2 separate regions of the Rattus norvegicus genome follow, and region 1 is linked to region 2. The links are chromatin contacts, called in public Hi-C maps. All regions are on one chromosome and are shown on one strand. The core of a region is the stretch at or near the end of the contact, and the rest is flanking DNA. Distances in the headings are between cores, read along the strand shown.

What was found. Hi-C and Micro-C count contacts between places; a contact is called where the count stands out from the background.
Region 1: a Hi-C map of kidney shows a contact between it and region 2, with 2.3 times the contacts expected there. The contact joins two enhancer-like sites. A contact is called at or near these places in 12 of 12 Hi-C or Micro-C datasets (the A7r5 cell line, the Rat2 cell line, Schwann cells and 7 more) and 1 of 1 datasets of contacts at active chromatin or transcription factors (oligodendrocytes).

Annotation. Positions count from the first base shown.
Region 1 is chr5:133,388,427-133,391,665 of GRCr8, forward strand. Trabd2b (TraB domain containing 2B) reads left to right here. Exons shown (of 8, transcript XM_006238601.5): 7 at 2,847-2,942. Among named protein-coding and RNA genes, the nearest start is that of Trabd2b, 210 kb to the left of the region's middle. Within about 2 kb of position 1,490, at least 5 of the 93 cell types and tissues checked have an H3K27ac peak or open chromatin away from gene starts, as enhancers often do. A contact at or near this core is called in kidney, where this site is marked.
Region 2 is chr5:133,086,828-133,089,672 of GRCr8, forward strand. No RefSeq gene overlaps it. Among named protein-coding and RNA genes, the nearest start is that of Skint10, 40 kb to the left of the region's middle. Within about 2 kb of position 1,579, at least 2 of the 93 cell types and tissues checked have an H3K27ac peak or open chromatin away from gene starts, as enhancers often do. A contact at or near this core is called in kidney, where this site is marked.

The sequences.
Region 1 (3,239 bases), core at 240-2,739, 300 kb after region 2:
GCAATTTTGCTGGCTTCCTTCCTTGGGGCCAGTGAACTCACCCAGCCTGCTTGAGAGCAGCTTCCCAATAAACCTACCTTTAATGTCGTCTGAAAACAAACAAACAAAACCAAAATCACAATGGCATTTGTTTCAAACTACTTTCCTTCTACTTTTTCCTTACAGCTAAGGCACCAGGTTTAGTTTGGTTTTTTTAAGCATTGGTACTGCTCATAAGATTTTTTTCCAGAACATAGAGGACATGCTAAACTGTTTGCACTGACATAAGACATTGAATCTCAAAGTCTGAAGAAACAGCCACTGCTCAGCACATCTCAGCTGTGAGAAATGATCCCAGAGAGTTGGTGGCTAGAACCAACATGCATTTGTCCTGTTTCCCTGTGCCCGTCACTGCCTGTTCATACTAAAGAACACTGTACGTTCATCTTTGCGTGAGGGAGGTAGCATGAGGGAATACTACAAAGGACATCTGGCCTGGGTCCCAAGGCCCGCCGTGGCTGCTTACTGTTAGTTTGTCCTTGAACATGTCCATGAACCCTCAGTCCAGGAAGCCAGGAAAATGAAGTCTGCCTTTACAAAGCCAGCATGGTGAGCAGTCAAGAGAGCATCCTTAGTTAGTATCTAAAAACTTGACAACGGTGTGTTCCCTGGTGGCTGGCCCTTGAAAGAGACAATGTAGGTGCCCCATAATCCTTGCAACTTCGCTCAAAGACTCCAAGAGGCTAGTCCAGGCCCCCTTGGTGCCTCCTGTTCTGCTTTGCCAGTGACTTCATAAAAACCATCAGGACTGAGACTCGGTTTCCACCCTGGAAAAAATGCAGGATTGGAGCAGACAATTTCAAAGCGATGTCTAGTTTCAAGGGGCTAAAATTCTTTCTCTACCTCCCAACCTCTCAATTCAACTGCCAGATTTTGAAATCATCTCTTCTTTAGAAAAAAATAATGATTTGTATCAGGTGGTAAATCCTACCAGCTAACTGCCACCTGCGTGAGCTTTCTGCCTGGGCAGTGTGACTCTGTTGAGCTTCTCTGAGATGTAAGGTCAGCATCCATAGAGCAGAGAACAGGCTTGAGGTATGTGGAACTAAACGGTAGGAAAGGCAGCCATGCAATGGTGGGTGGAGTATGGGAAGGCAGGTAGGAGGGAACCACCCAGGAGGTCACACTTCTGGTTCTGTGTGAATGACAGATGTAGAAGGATTGACTAGAGCTCCACCAAACTCTTCATCAGGAAAGTAATGAGCAGTACTTGGAGGTCCAGACTGTGGATCTTGGACTTGATCAATGATTGACTTTTACCAAAGAAGTCTTTCTTCTGTATGACATTGAAGTTCTGAAGAAGGCATGTGGGAGTGGCAGCAGAGCTAGGGAAATAAGGAGGCATAGAAGGTTAGGTGAACTCTCCCAGCAGGCTTGGGCCAGTTTGCCAGAGCAGGGAGAGAAAACAAACACTGGCCAGATGGGGCCAGATCAGACACCAAAGATCCTGCTGACAGCCTCTTAGTCTCCATGCTTGGCTTCACATTGATGGCCACAGGACTTACTGGTTTAGGACAGGTTAGAAGTTCCTCCCAGGCTCACCACCACCCGCCCTGGTCCTAACTGCCTGGGGACTCCAGCCAGCAAGAAGTGCTCTGCCTGTAGTGAGTTTTGCTTCATGAGGCACTCCTTCCTTCCTGGAGAAATCAGCCCAGCCTGCTGCTCTGGCTCCAATATCACACTTCCCTTTCAGCTTTTGAATTTCAAAGCAAATCTGAGACTGACTGCAAACAGATGGATGGGGTCATAAAAATCCCCAAGCAGGGAGTAAAGAGGCTCAGGGATATAAAGGAGAGGCTTCTTGGAAGAATGGGTACCTTACCCATGCTGCAGTCCCCCCCTCTCTGCCCCAGTGAGCTCTGTGCAGCAAAAACACCACACATAGCTCTCTCACCTTTCCCTCTCCAAACTCTAACATTCTTAAACCTCAACTCCATTCAAATTTCCCAGGAAGCTTTTTGTGGCTTCCTCTCTCAGACTATAATCTTCCCCACCCATCCAGCCACCAGACTCTCCCTGGAGCACAGTGCTTTTAACTTCCTGGACTCGTGGTATTGATCATATACATCTTGCTATATTACTTGCAAGGATTTTACATGCCTTACCTCTCTAAGTAGACTCTAGGCTTATGATTGAAGAAAAAAAATTAAAAACCTCTCTCTTTTCAACTAATCCAATTTTGGACAAATGGACACCAACTAGGTACTTTACATAGTTTAAATGATAGGGGAAGGAAGTAAATAGAGTAACCACGAACTAACTAACATGAGGATCTGTTATAAAGCCATTGAAGAAATTTCCTTCTTCTGGAGGAGGTTAGAGTGCTTGGCTGTTCCCCAAAAGAAAATGATTGAACTATCTCAGATGGGATCTCAAAAGGGACACTGAAATGGATTGTTGGGGGTATGGAGTTTATTAGAAGAGTCATTAATGCCATGGATAGACAGACAGATGAATAATAGCCTAGCTGGGGCTCTAAAGAGAGGGATAAGAGCCCACCTGGCAGAAGTGGGAGTCTCTTCTTATCCGGTTCTGAGAATGAGTAGGTTTCACAGTGCCAGCCGTCAGCCAGGCTCTCTGATTCCCGTGCAGAAGGCAAGATGGAGAGCAGGACATGTGACCATCAGTAGCAGTTTTAATGGCATCTTGTTTCTCCAGGTGAGAGATCCTGTGCCTGGAAGTCTGTTAGCTAGGGGTTCTGGGACAATGTCTCAATGGGGTGCCTGTCCATATCTGTGAGAGAGAAAAGCTGCTGCGGGTGCTGAGGTCGGAGCAGCCAGCTGGAGTCTAACATTACATTCTTACAGTGACTTCATTCAAAAGGATGTCCTATTGTGTCGGCAGAGTGAAGAACACTTCCTCTTGGCAGAGAGAACAAAGAGACTGAGCTCAGTGCAAGCTGGGTAAGGAGGTAAACAGAGTTGAACACTACGGGGCTTTTTAGAGCTGTACAGACCTGAGCTCATTCTGCTCTTGGTTGAGTTCAATCCTGTGCAAGTAACTCAACTTCTCAGAGTCTCGATTTTTAATCTGTAAATCAGAATGATAGTAAAATCTATTCTGTATGCTTTCTAAAGGCACCCAAAGATCAAGGCCTTCTTCCCAGTATCCTTGAAAGTGAAGATCTCATCCCTACTTTATAGAGGAGGAACTAAGTTTGTGTGAGGTGAGATGGTTTGACCGTTGTCCCTCAGCCCATG
Region 2 (2,845 bases), core at 329-2,828:
CCTACTGCTCATGGGTCATTTTGGAAGAGGAGGTAAAAGGATTGTAAGAACCAGAGGTAGTAGACCACTACAGTAAACAGTATTTGTCAGCTATAACAATTATAGACATGAACTACAATATTGATGACTACATACAGAAGCTCCTCACAAGACCAGGCCACCACATTCACATCATGAATTGAGGACAGACTCATGAAATCCCAGTCCATAGCTTAGGAGATACAGGCAATTGTTGGATACTGGTAGAAAGCCAGTTTTCTTCAGCGATATGGCTAATGACAGACACCTATGCCCATGCAGTCAGCACTAAGTGGATTCAGTGGGTTTAGAAAAATATCACATAAGGCTTGAAGGGAAAGGTGGTCAGAGGTAGGGGAGGAATTAGATAGAAGACCGTGTTGGATAAATTTGGTCAGAATGCATTATATTCGTGTGTGAAATTCCCAAACAATAAAAAATGGAGAACACATTTGAACTGATATTTTATAAAAATTATATATATAGATAGTCAATATGCATATAAAAGCATGTTTATCATCATTAAGGATTTTTAAAGTATGATGGAAAGACATTAAATATACTAAAATGGCTATAATTAAAATACTAATTGTTAGCAAGAATGTGGAGACCCTGAATTCCTATACACTACTATTGTACTGATGAGATAGTACAATGACTTCAAAGAATAGTTTGGTGACTAGTCCACCGAGCATATAGGAATGACCCTACAGTAGCTTAGGTATGAATAGTCATGCCAAATTTCATATGTAATAATTTTAATTCAGATATAACAAAAAGGACCACCAATGAGTAAGCGGATAAATTGTTGTATGAATGTATTGTAGAGCCTTATAACAGAAAAATGGATTAGTAATACAGCAGCAACATGACTGAATCTCTAGATATTCCTACTAGATCAAAGAAGCTAGACAAGCATAACTGTGATTATAGATGTATAGGGATGAGTCATAGGCAATTTTTACAAAAGAAGGGAAAGTGAGAGGAGTTGAAGGGGCAGATGGAGAACCTAAGATGACATAAATACGGTTCTCATGTATGAAATTCTCAGTAAAATAAAGGAAGTTTAATTAAAAACAATCTTACAAAAGAATCACAGAGGTAATAGATCTATTCATTGTTAGCATCCTGACTGTAGACAATGCTAGCACTTGTGAAACTGGACACTATAAATGTGTCTAATAAATCAATTCTATTCCATAAGGTTGATTTCTTTATAAACATGCTACAGTAACTACCAGTCTCAAGTTCATGCCCACCCTCTAACCCCAGTGAACAGAAGGTATGCTCTTTCTAGGACTCGTCTGAATTTCACTACACTGCAATATAATTTCATATACTGCAATCTACGTCTAGGATGGATGCAGGCTCGTCATGTCAGAAGCTTCCGATCTGGGAATGAACTTCTCTCTGACTCCCTTCTTAGAGGCTCCCCCTTCTTTTAGGTGTTTCTGGTATCTTTTCCTGTCCCTCTTTCTTTCTCTCTTTCTCCTTCCGCCTTTCTCCTCTCACAAAGATCAAGGTAGGAACTGTCAGGAGAGAAGAATGACTCCTAGAAAGTCTGTAGTTCCCACAAAGACTATGACATATTTTCCTAGCTCTCTTGACTTGTCTACTAGCACAGATGTTGAGGTGGGATGCCCAGATGCTGTGAAGAAGGTGAAGAAGAAGTGGTTGCAACTTTTACTTCCTCCTAGGGAAGTATCAGGTCCCACTGGCTGACAGTTGCAAGGCAGCCTCAAGCTCAGCTAGACAAAAGACCAGCAGAGGAGAGGGAACTTACTGATGGACTAATGCTTTGAGGCAGCTTCACAAGTGGAGAGTGGGTAGAGGTGGCCATGGGCCCAAAAAGCTTCAAGCTGTATCTTGAGCTAAGTTAACAAATCTTAAAGACTTCTCCCTTGAGGGAATTAAGAGTTGGGTCAGCCAGATCTTGAAGTCAGCAGTTTTGTCTTGGGCTCTTCCCCCACATCCTTCCTCCCTCTTTTCTTATTCCTTCCAACATCCACTGTTGCTAACCAGAGAGACGCAGACAGTTCTCTTATGTGTAATGTTTTTCCAGGGTGAACATAATTTTAACACACAGTTGTTTAGTTTTGACCAAAAACAAGTTAAATATTCAACAACTCTTGTGTGGTTCATGCCAGTTCAAGCATATTCCCACAATGCCTTGAGTAGGCTGAGTCCACTCCTGGATGTTCTGACAAAGAAAAAGGAAAGAGAAAGTGAGCCTTGTAAAAATTCCACAGAAAATTCTGGTAGTTTCCCTCTCTACCATTATCCAGAGCTTATTCTCCACTGGGCATCCCACAGGCCGGTCTCTACTTCTCACCTGGCAAAAAGTTTCTCTCTCCTCTTAGAGACGCCAGAGCAATTCTTGCAAGGATGACCAAGACCTTGGCTCCCAGCCAGGCTGGGGTTTATGTGAATCTTTACAAGCACATCTGCCAGTGAGCATTCTTCCGGGCTCCCATTGCTGCCCAAATGGGCCACATCAATCAGGGCCCAGGCTTCTTCCTGACAGAGTGAGAACAAGGACCTACTTATTTATGACAAACTTGAGTGCTTCCCTCTGCCAACTGGGCTCCCCAGGAGAGGAGATGGTCATTAAACCAACCACCTCCACTGTGCCCTTCCCTTGCAAAAAAGACCTGATTCTTTAAAGGGTTGCTGATGCCAAAAAAGGAGGTTAACTCATAGGTGGAAAGGGATGGAGAAAGAGAAGTAAGCAGCAGGTAAACCTCTGTCAACTCAGGGTTAACAAGAAAGTTACCTTGCCCACTTTATAACAACGACCCTATGATCCTGAGAGGAATTGCATCCAAGG